2 separate regions of the Rattus norvegicus genome follow, and region 1 is linked to region 2. The links are chromatin contacts, called in public Hi-C maps. All regions are on one chromosome and are shown on one strand. Each heading gives the region's core, a stretch centred on a gene start, on an enhancer-like site or on the middle of the called end of the contact. The rest is flanking DNA. Distances are from core to core; before and after follow the strand shown. Region 1 holds the start of Rexo1 (RNA exonuclease 1 homolog). Region 2 overlaps Mob3a (MOB kinase activator 3A).

The links. A called contact is a pair of places that touch in the nucleus more often than the background predicts.
Region 1: a contact with region 2 is called in a Hi-C map of hepatocytes, with 1.6 times the contacts expected there. The contact joins the promoter of Rexo1 here to the enhancer-like site in region 2. A contact is called at or near these places in 3 of 12 Hi-C or Micro-C datasets (Schwann cells, hepatocytes and liver).

The regions. Positions count from the first base shown.
Region 1 is chr7:9,803,412-9,808,356 of GRCr8, forward strand. Rexo1 (RNA exonuclease 1 homolog) reads left to right here and starts at 1,343. Exons shown (of 16, transcript NM_001012114.3): 1 at 1,343-1,628. The coding sequence starts at 1,472. It overlaps LOC120093775 (a long non-coding RNA gene), which reads right to left and starts at 1,342. Exons shown (of 2, transcript XR_005487460.1): 1 at 1,211-1,342. It overlaps LOC134479810 (a long non-coding RNA gene), which reads right to left. Exons shown (of 2, transcript XR_010053556.1): 2 at 3,259-4,945.
Region 2 is chr7:9,677,248-9,682,246 of GRCr8, forward strand. Mob3a (MOB kinase activator 3A) reads left to right here. Exons shown (of 4, transcript NM_001108734.2): 4 at 1-1,335. It also overlaps the pseudogene LOC134479619. Among named protein-coding and RNA genes, the nearest start is that of Mknk2, 11 kb to the right of the region's middle. Within about 2 kb of position 2,369, at least 18 of the 93 cell types and tissues checked have an H3K27ac peak or open chromatin away from gene starts, as enhancers often do. A contact at or near this core is called in hepatocytes, where this site is marked.

The sequences.
Region 1 (4,945 bases), core at 93-2,592, 130 kb after region 2:
CCTTGTGCACAAGCCTCAGGACCTGAATTCTAATCCCCAGCACCCATTTAAAGCTGGGCATGACTGTGTGCATGCAAACTGAGCTTCGGGGTGGAGGCAAGTGGATTCTGGAAGCTTGCCAGTCAGCCAGCCTCACTGAAGTACTCACTGAAGGAAAGAAAAGAGACTAAACAAAGGGCTGGAAAGCTGTATACCTCCTCAAACCCCTGTTTGTGGCTGCACAGTTCTGCACCTTTCCAAGCACTCCACAACAAAGCAAAAAACAAAAAAAAAAAAAATCAAAAAAGTTTCTGGAGTCTAGCTCAACAGGAGAGCGCTTGTCTAGTGTATCTAGGCATGGCAGAAAGAAAAAAGAAATGTCCCATTGATGCCACTCGTGGGTAGGTGAATATTTGAGTGACAATTGAGACACGTGGGTTTCTCAGGATAGGCACCACAACAGATTAAGACCCTGACTAGGGAGTTGGGTCAGTGGTGAAGGGCACTTACTGCAATGGGAGACTTGGGTTCGATTCCCAATACTCACATGGTTGTTCACAACCATGTGTAGCTCTAATTTCTGGGGATCCGAAGTCCTTTTCTGACTTAAGCGAGAATCTGACACACTCATGTTGCACATACATAGAATTACAAAATAAATCTTATTTTTTTCAAAGATTTGTGTATATAAGTACATTGTTGCTCTCTTCAGACACACCAGAAGAGGGCGCCAAATCCCATTACAGATGGTTGTGAGTCACCATGTGGTTGCTGGGAATTGAACCCAGGACCTCTGCAAGAGCAGTCAGTGCTCTTAACCTCTGAGTCATCTTTCCAACCCCTACAAAATAAATCTTTTTTTTTTTGTTCTTTTTTTCGGAGCTGGGGACCGAACCCAGGACCTTGCGCTTACCTAGGTAAGCGCTCTACCACTGAGCTAAATCCCCAGCCCCCAAGATAAATCTTAAATCAATCAAAAACAAACAAAATACTTGGCCGTAACATTCTCCTTGTCCTCTGGGGGGCGCACAAAGGCCATATGTGGCGAAATGCAAATAAGCCTAGTCTGGGCCCAAAGAATGCAGTGGAAAGTCCAGGTGCATTTTCAGTCAGGCGCGCTCTGGACAGCCCAGGCTTCTCAGGGGCTTGACGGTCAAGATCGCGAAGCTGTACCCGCCAAAGTCCGGGGCCGAAAGGCTCTCAGAAACCAGAAGCATATAATTACCCGTACCTTAAAGCTTCTCTTGTCCTAAGCTTTGGGTCTTCCGTCTATCACAATTCCGCGGGAACCGACATTGTAAGCAGGCTCACTTCGGTCAGCCCTTCCCGGCGTCCCTAGCGACAGCGTCCCGGGGGCCTCTGGGGGCCTCGGGACAAGATGGCGGCGGCGGCGGGGTCCGAAAAGCGCGAGTGGAAGCCTCCGGGGCGAGTGTGAGGAGGGGTCCCGGGGTCCCGGGTATCTCCGGGCCGGGGCCCCGCTGCGGAACGGACCATGCTACGTTCTACCGGCTTTTTTCGCTCCATCGACTGCCCATACTGGGCGGGAGCCCCCGGGGGGCCTTGCCGGCGGCCCTACTGCCACTTCCGGCACCGCGGAGCTCGGGGTCCCGGCGCTCCCGGTAGCGGCGGCGTAACATCTCCCGCAGCAGGTAAAGCCCGTACGACCGCTCCTGGTCCACGGCCGGTCCGTGCTATATGTTTCTCTTGCTCAGCCAGACCTCACACCGTCAGATTGCTGTCCCTCCCCTAGCTGCCTTCGCGATGCTGTGCTAGAGCTCTCTGGTCACTAATTAAAACGTAAAGCTCGACACGACGGAGGGAGAGATCATGCAGCCGTGTCCCCAAGCTAAGGGGACTTGGTGCAACTCCTCTGGTCCTCATTCCGTCGTCCACTTTGTTCCGAATGAGATGTCATTTTCTCCTGTCACCGTGCACTCCACCCTGTGCGCTTGTGGCACACCTTGTTTATGATCGCGACAGTTTCCTGGGGCCAGGCCCCCACTGTCTCTGGTAGTTGAATGCACAAGGCCATACGGACACCTGCTGTTTGACGAGCGGAAAACCCCCTTGCCATGGACAGGTGTAGACTTTCAGCTTGGCAGGGAGCGTGATGGCATTTTTTGAAGGCTTTCAGGGATCAGGCAGTATGTAGGAGGTATTGTCTTAGAGAAAAGAGATTAAGATGTTGTTATTTGTCTTTTGTTTGTTTTTACGATTGTATGCCAAGCTAGTTTGGGACACAAAATCCTCAAGCTGCAACCTACTGGCTTCTGGGATGATCCTAACTCGACCCAGAGAATTTAGATTGCATTAAAGAAGACATTGTAGGGGCTAAAGAGATGGCTTAGATTTAAGAGCACTTGCTGCTTTGGAGGGGCGTACTACCTGCAAATGGCGTACTATTACTTGTAGTCCCCATTCTTTGGTGGCACGGCCAGGTGGGCCGCTGAGTTGGAGTTCGGCATGGTCTATATATGAAGTCTTGTTCCAGAAAGCTATAAACAGTGAGGCCCTGTCTGAGGGGTGGGGGGTACGACTGCTACTTCTGCAGAGGCCCTGGGTTGGGTTCCTAGCATCCACACGGCTGCTTTGTAACCTAGTTCCAGGGCACCTGATGTGTTCTGGCTTCTGGGCACCGACCACAGATGGTACAAATGCGTACCCAGACAAACTCTCATATGGCTGACATTAAAAAACAAAAACAACCTTTTAAAAGTGGCATTGCACCCAGGCATGGTGGTGCACACCTTTAATTCCAACATTTGAATGGTAGAGGCAGGTGACTCTCTTTGAGTTCAAGGCCAGCCTGGGTTACATATGTGCCCTTCTCTAACAAAAGGTAGACATTAGGAGGAGAAGGCTGAAGAGACGGGGTTATTGAATAGAGTTCCATTTAGACCTCTCTGGTCATCACTGTTCCTTAGGAGTGGCTCTCCTTTTTAAATATTTATATATATATATATGTATATGTATATGTATATGTATATATATGTATATATATATGTATATATATATGTATATATATATGTATATATATATAGTGCATATATATATTTTTTCCAGGTTTGTCTCTGTAGTTAACAGCTTGCTTCAAAGTCTGTGTAACCCAGGATGACCTTGAGTTTGTGGTCCTCGGTTGTCATGACAGGTGGTCCTCATCCTCACAGTTGGTTTGCTAGGCCCTGGGGATGGGATGCAGACCTCTGGGAGTGAGCTTCACCACTGACTTATTCCCAGATCCCAGGGTTAATTTTAAATACCACTCTCACTCAAGCTGGGTTTGTTTTTTTAAATAAAGACTTATTTATTTTTTTGTATACAAGTATTTTGCATGGATAGATGGGTTCACTGTGTAGCCCAGACTGGCCTTGAACTTGATGTGATCTTCCTGCCTCTGCCCTCTGAGTGTTTGAGGGCCAGGTATGAACTGCCACATCTCTTGATTTTGAGTCTCTCTATCTTCACACATCCACTGGCTTAGGGCACCTGCAAGTGGCCTTCCAACAGCTCCCAGCTTGGGCACCAGTGTCTGTGCTGTATCCGCTGGGGACCCAGCCCAGGTACTAGGGAAACTGCTGCAGAAGAGAAAGGACACAACTTTTCACATTTCAGTGCAGAGGTGGCACTGAAGGCCTGGCATCAGCAACTTCTCAGGCTATGTGACATGGAGTGCTTTTGTTGTTTCCTATAGACTTGTGCCTCTGTTTATGCGTGTCTGACTCGGTGTGCCTGCAGAGGCCAGAGGAGGGCGTTGGATCCTTAGAGCTATTTCAAGGCAGTTTGATACCTTCAGCCATTAGTGCAAGGGCTGCCAGTGCTCTTAACCTCTGAGCATCTCTTTCGCCCTCTTGTTGTTTTGTGGGGTTTGGTTTGGTTTGAGACAGGGTCTCTCTGCGTAGCCCTGGCTGTCCTGGACTTGCTTTGTGTATAAGTCTGGCCTTGAACTCACAGAGATCCTCCTGCCTCTGCCTTCAGAGCACTAGGATTAAAGGTGTGTGCCCCCACCGCTAAACTGACATCTTGGCTTTAAAGTTCACTTCCTTTTTGTTCAGGGATGGAAGCCGTGTTCTGAGCTGTGCCCAGCACAGTTCCATTCCTGAGCAATGTTGGGCCCTCAGCTTTCCTCCCATGCGGACCTTCCTGTGCTGTCCACACAGCTGAGCCACAGCGGCTAGGCCCTTAGTTTCCCAGAAGGTCATGGTTGGGGTCTGATGCTGCTCTGTGTGCCTGACAGTCCCCCAGGGAAAGAGAGAGGTGCTTCACTCCTTGTGGTATCTCCTGGTGTCCTGACCCCAGGTAGTGTCCAGCCTGTCCCTCCCTGCTCTAGGGACTCTGCTGCCTCTCCTTAGTGCACTACAGCAGAAAGTGCACTTCTAGGGAGGCCTGGCCCAAGTGACTCAGCCTTGGTGGCATCCTTCAGGCACTCTGGAGTAGCCCTTCATGGCCTTTGTGCCCACAGTAAAGCAAATCCCCCAGTGGCTCAGGGCTGCAAGTGGAGGCAGCCGCCTTTATCTCAGCTGCGGATACATGGTCGCCCTGTTGAGGTGCTGGGTGCTATGGAGGGAGACAGACTGAGGGACGAAGGAAGTTTGCTCCTGATGCCAGTGATGGGGTTGGAGCTGTGGACATGTGGGCGTGGTAGCCCCCAAAAGTGGCAGGGCTGGGCCTTGGGTTTCTCTCTAGATTCCTGTTGGCTGGTTTACATGGAGGTCTCATACAGTGGTCCTCACAGAATCCAGACCCCAGCACAGCTGCTGTCCCTGCCAAGGAAACTGGGGTGAGACGAGCAGAAATGAAAAATCAAGGTGTCTGGGTCAGAGAATTAACCCCCACCCCGTCTTCAGGGCGCTGGAGCCTCCATCTGAGACCCTGGCATTGTGGTGTGGGTGGCAGCCAGGAGCAAAGGCTCCACACACATCCAGCCTCCCTGTGCTCCCAGACTCCCTGTGGACAGTTGTGTGCCAAG
Region 2 (4,999 bases), core at 1,119-3,618:
GGAATTGTGGGGCTTTTCTGAGTGCCACCCTCTCTGGCACCCCAGGACTCCCAGGATTGGGTGTTCTGAGGAGCCTTTGCCTGTCAGAATGTACACACCTGTGATCCCAGAACTCTGCAGGCAGCTGCAGGAGGATGGCTGCAACCCTGACCTCCACAATGGGCATCAGGCCAACCAGGGTCCCAGAACAAGATTGTCTTAAAAACTGTGAAGGAGCCAGGCAGGGTGGCAGCCACCTTCAATCCTACTGCTCAGGAGACAGAGGCAGGTGAATCTGTGAGTTCGAGTCCAGCCTGATCTACAGAGCAAGTCCAGGGCAGCCAGGGCTACACAGTGAGACCCTCAAACAAAAACAAAACACGAAACAGAAATGGTAACACAGGGAGGTGTTGGCTGCCTGAGTGTGAGTACACAGGTGTGACCCCCCCACACCCCTGAAGGAGCCTTGGTGGCAGACATGGGGTGCAGGGGGCTGAGAGGGAGAACCAGGCAGCTGCAGTCCAGCCCAGCAGGCAGCTGCACAGATGCACACACAGAGCGGCTCTGCTGTGTCTCTGTTTTTACATTGTTGGTTTGGGTTTTGAAACTGGTCTGGAACTCACAGAGATCCTCCTGCCTCTGCATCCCTACTGCTCAGTTAAAGATGTAAGACACCAAACCCAGTCCATTCAGAAACATTTTTTGATTTTTTGGTTTTGTTTTTCTTTGTTGTTTTTTGTTTTGTTTTGTTGGTGTTTTTGAGACAGGCTCTCACTGTGTATCCCTGGCTGTCCTGGAAATTATTTTGTAGACCAGGCTAGCCTCCAGCTCATAGAGATCCGCCTGCCTCTGCCTCCCAAGTGCAAGCCAGCCCAACTTTTAACTGGTTTCTAATGGCCGCCCTCCTGAGAACAGTGTTGGGCCCATCCTGGAATCCAGTGATGAACTCACATGTGGCTTCCACCCTGGCATCTGTGGTGCCTGGAAGGTGGCAACAGGGACCTTTCTCTCTTCAGTGGCAGCCTATCCTGTAGCAAAACTTCATCTGTCGTGTGGCTCCTGTGGGCCCCTCTCTGCCATATCATGGAGGGTGTAGCAAGATGTGACTGTCCCCAGCTCCAGCTTTGAGCCTCTTGGCCCTTCCCTGAAACCCTTGGGTCTTTCCAGAAGTTACCACATCCAATGCCCAGCTCTGGAAAAACCCAGGACCAGCCCTCAAGGCTTGACTGAATGTATCTCTCACTGCAAGACTTGGCCACCATGCTGAATCCCAGCAGCCCACACAGCAACCCAGGGAGGGGTCCACCTGCCTCACTCCCACCTCCATACAAGCCTAGAATAAAGTGGTCCTCTCCATACTGTGGGTGGCTCCTTGTTGTTTCTGTCCGACTCCCACCCTGAACGATGGCCTGGTGACAAGCTTTGATAACAGCCTGTTCAACCACCAAGGGTCCAAATAATTCAAGATAGCAGGAAACCACACAGAAAGCAGGCTCACAATGCATAGCTGGCAATTTTTTTCCTTTGAGATGGGTTTTCCTGTTGTTGCATGAATGTACACAATGTGTGTTGTGTTGCCTCTGTGCATGTGGAGGTCAGAGGAAAACTCCTTCTTTTACCCCCTGACCACGCCCCCAGCCCCTCCCTGGGGGAATTCTAGGCAGGGCTCCCTGACCACGCCCCCAACCCCTCCCTGGGGGAATTCTAGGCAGGGCTCCCTGACCACGCCCCCAGCCCCTCGCTGGGGAATTCTGGAGGGGGCTGTGCTTCACACCTGGCTGGTCCCTCAGCATCTCCCTTTAAAGAGAACAGCATACAGTTTGTTTTGTTTGTTTTCTTTTTTTCGGAACTGAGGACCAAACCCAGGGCCTTGTGCTTGCTAGGCAAGCGCTCTACCACTGAGCTAAATCCCCAACCCCCAGCATACAGTTTTTTTTTTTTTAAAGATTTATTCATTTATTATATATAAGTACACTGTAGCTGTCTTCAGACACACCACAAGAGGGCACCAGATCTCTTTACAGATGGTTGTGAGCCACCATGTGGTTGCTGGGAATTGAACTCATGACCTCTGGAAGAGCAGTCGGGTGCTCTTAACCGCTGAGCCATCTCTCCAGCCCCAGCATACAGTTTTGACAACCATCTGAGTTTCTTTCCAATGTTTGTATTATGGTTGTAGATCCCAACATAGGAGCAACTTTGTTTAGAATAAGCTGTGTGGCCCCTCGGGGTGGTTTGAAACAAGCCTCGCTGACTTCCAGTTGATGCCGATCCTCCTACTTCAGCCTCCCAAGTTGTAGGGTGACAAGTTTGCTCTGTGTGTCATGCTGGAACAGCTGTTGAAGGCATCTCTGTGTGTCTCCAGTGTGGGCTGAGGCGGTTCCCATAGATGTCCCTTGCAATGCTGCTTCTCATCCATAGAGGGCGATGCGGGCTAAGGAAGGACAGTGCCACCGAGTCCTGGTAAAGCCCCTGAGCCAGTCCCCCAAGCTTTCTCCCTCCTTGGCTTTTCTGGTCTTGGGATTAGTAGCCAGAGCAGAGGGAAGAGCAGTTGTTTTTTAGTGCCAGACAAGTTAAGGAGGAATGAGATGTGTGGGAGACGCGAGCTTCCCAGGTATATAGGACGGGGAGAGCCTGAGTCTGTGCTGGAGAGACGCTGCTGTGCTGGCCCTCGATGGCATAGTCAGATGGTCTACTTCAACTAAGTAAAACAGCAGGCACTGCCCTTCCTGAGACCCGGGGTTTTGTAGGACTTGATTTGAAGGTCAGCCTGTGTTCAATCAATGAGGTTACAGTGACCCATGCCACAAGGCCCAGGTGCAACCCTGGGCAAGGGGACATGACCACCCTGCCCCGTCAGTGGGTATGGCACCCTGAGTCTGGATTTGCCTCCTCTGCGCATTTCCTGTCACAGAGTCCTACAATGTGTGACCTTTTCTGTCTGACCTTGTCCCTGAGCAGTGTTCTCAGTGTCCTTCCACACTTCTGGAATGATACCCAGGCTGTAGCAGGGGACCTGGTCTGCCTTACTGGCTGGATCTGGCCTTGGCAGCACTGTGTCCAGTGTGGGTGTTTTAGGTGGCCTTTCTGATGGTCCAGAAGCCCCTGGGCTGCATGACCCATTTTCCTAGATGTTTCAGTGACCATTGCTTTGCTCACCCTGGGATACTTACAGGGATGCTGTCCCCAGCGTGTCTCAGGAGAAGGCAAGGCCATTGGAGAGTCCATTTACAGCCTTCCCCAGCACCCAGTTGCCTGAGGACACAGAGTCAGGCAGGTTCTGTCACCTCCATGCCCGCTCCACCCAGCCCCCACACAGTGTTCTTCAGGTCATTAGGGACGTCTGTATGGTCAGGAGCCGATGCCTGCTGCAGTCTTGGTCTCAGTCTGTGACAAGCCTGTGGCCCAGTCACAGCTCATGCACCTGACCCAGATCAACAGACATCCCCTTGTGCTCAGCCCTCTGCATCTCCTGACCCACAGCCTGTGCGTGTCTGAGGCTAGCCCCATCACTGTTACTCTGGATGAGGCTAGGAACTCTGCCAGTGAATGTTACTGGTTTGTTCTTGTAGTCAGGGTTTCTATTCCTGCACACACATCATGACCAAGAAGCAAGTTAGGGAGGAAAGGGTTTATTCACCTTACACTTCCACATTGCTGTTCATCACCAAAGGAAGTCAGGACTGGAACTCACACAGGGCAGGAACCCAGAGGCAGGAGCCGATGCAGAGGCCATGGAAGGATGTTACTGGTTTGCTTCCCCTGGCTTTCTCAGCTTGCTTTCTTATAGAACCCAAGACCGCCAGCCCAGGGACAGCACCACCCACAGTGCTTCTTCCTACCCTTGATCACTAGTTGAGAAAATACCTTACAGCGGGGTCTCATGGAGGCATTTTCTCAAGGGAGGCTCCTTTCTCTGTGATAACTCCAGCTCGAGTTGACGCACAAAGCCAGCCAGTACAGTCAGTCCTCTTGCCTAGACAAACCAAAATGCCAGCTGCAGTGGTCACTTGCAGCTCCAGTACACAGACTTGGTCCTGGGGCCTCAAACAGAACAGATTGGTGCCGTCTACCATACTGTGTTACTGGTTTGTCACCCCTTGATTAAGACAAAGGAAATGTGTGGTGTTTCTACCATCCAGCTCCAGAATGTTCTGTCTGCCCACACTGGAACTCTGCCGCAGCTGACACTGCCCCAGCACCCAGCCCATGTCTCCTCTCCGGGACTCTAACGACTCCAGGAACCTTCCAGAGCAGCCCGTGTGCTGTTTGTCCTGTGTCTAGCTCATTCTCCCTGAGAATTGTGTCCTGGAAGTCCCCTCCATACTTGTGCAAAGATGTATTTATTATGCCGGACATGGTGGCACGTGTCTTTGATCCCAGCACTCAGGAGGCAGAGGCAGGTAGATCTCTGAGTTCAAGGCTGACCTCGTCTACAGAGTGAGTTCCAGGAAAGCCAGGGCAACATGGAGAAAACTTGTCTTGAAAACAAAATTTTAAAAATGCTTTATTTTTAAGTTGTGTACAAGCATAGGTGGCAGTGACCGCTCAGAGCCAGAGCCATGGATGGCTTTGATTCCCCAGTGCAAGGACTGGGATCCAAACTCAGGCCCCTGTAAGAGCAGCATGCATCTTCACTCAGTTAACATTAAAAAAATATTTGTATGAGTGGCATGGCTGCATGTGTGTCCATGCAACATGCATGTGCCTGATGTGCACTGAAGGCAGAAGAGTCATTGGATCTGCTGGAGCTGACGTTACAGGAAGTTGTGAGCTGCGGTGTTGTGGGAGAGCAACCAGAGAAGACTACTCAGACATAGGTTTTAGCAGATAGAAAGTCTTGGGGGGGGGTGTGGGGGCTGGAGAGACGGCTCAGTGGTTAAGAGCACTGACTGCTCTTCCCGAGGTCCTGAGTTCAATTCCCAGTAACCACATGGTGGCTCACAACCATCTGTAATGGGATCCTCCTATTCCCTCTTCTGGTGTGTCTGAAGACAGCTACAGTGGATTCATAAATAAA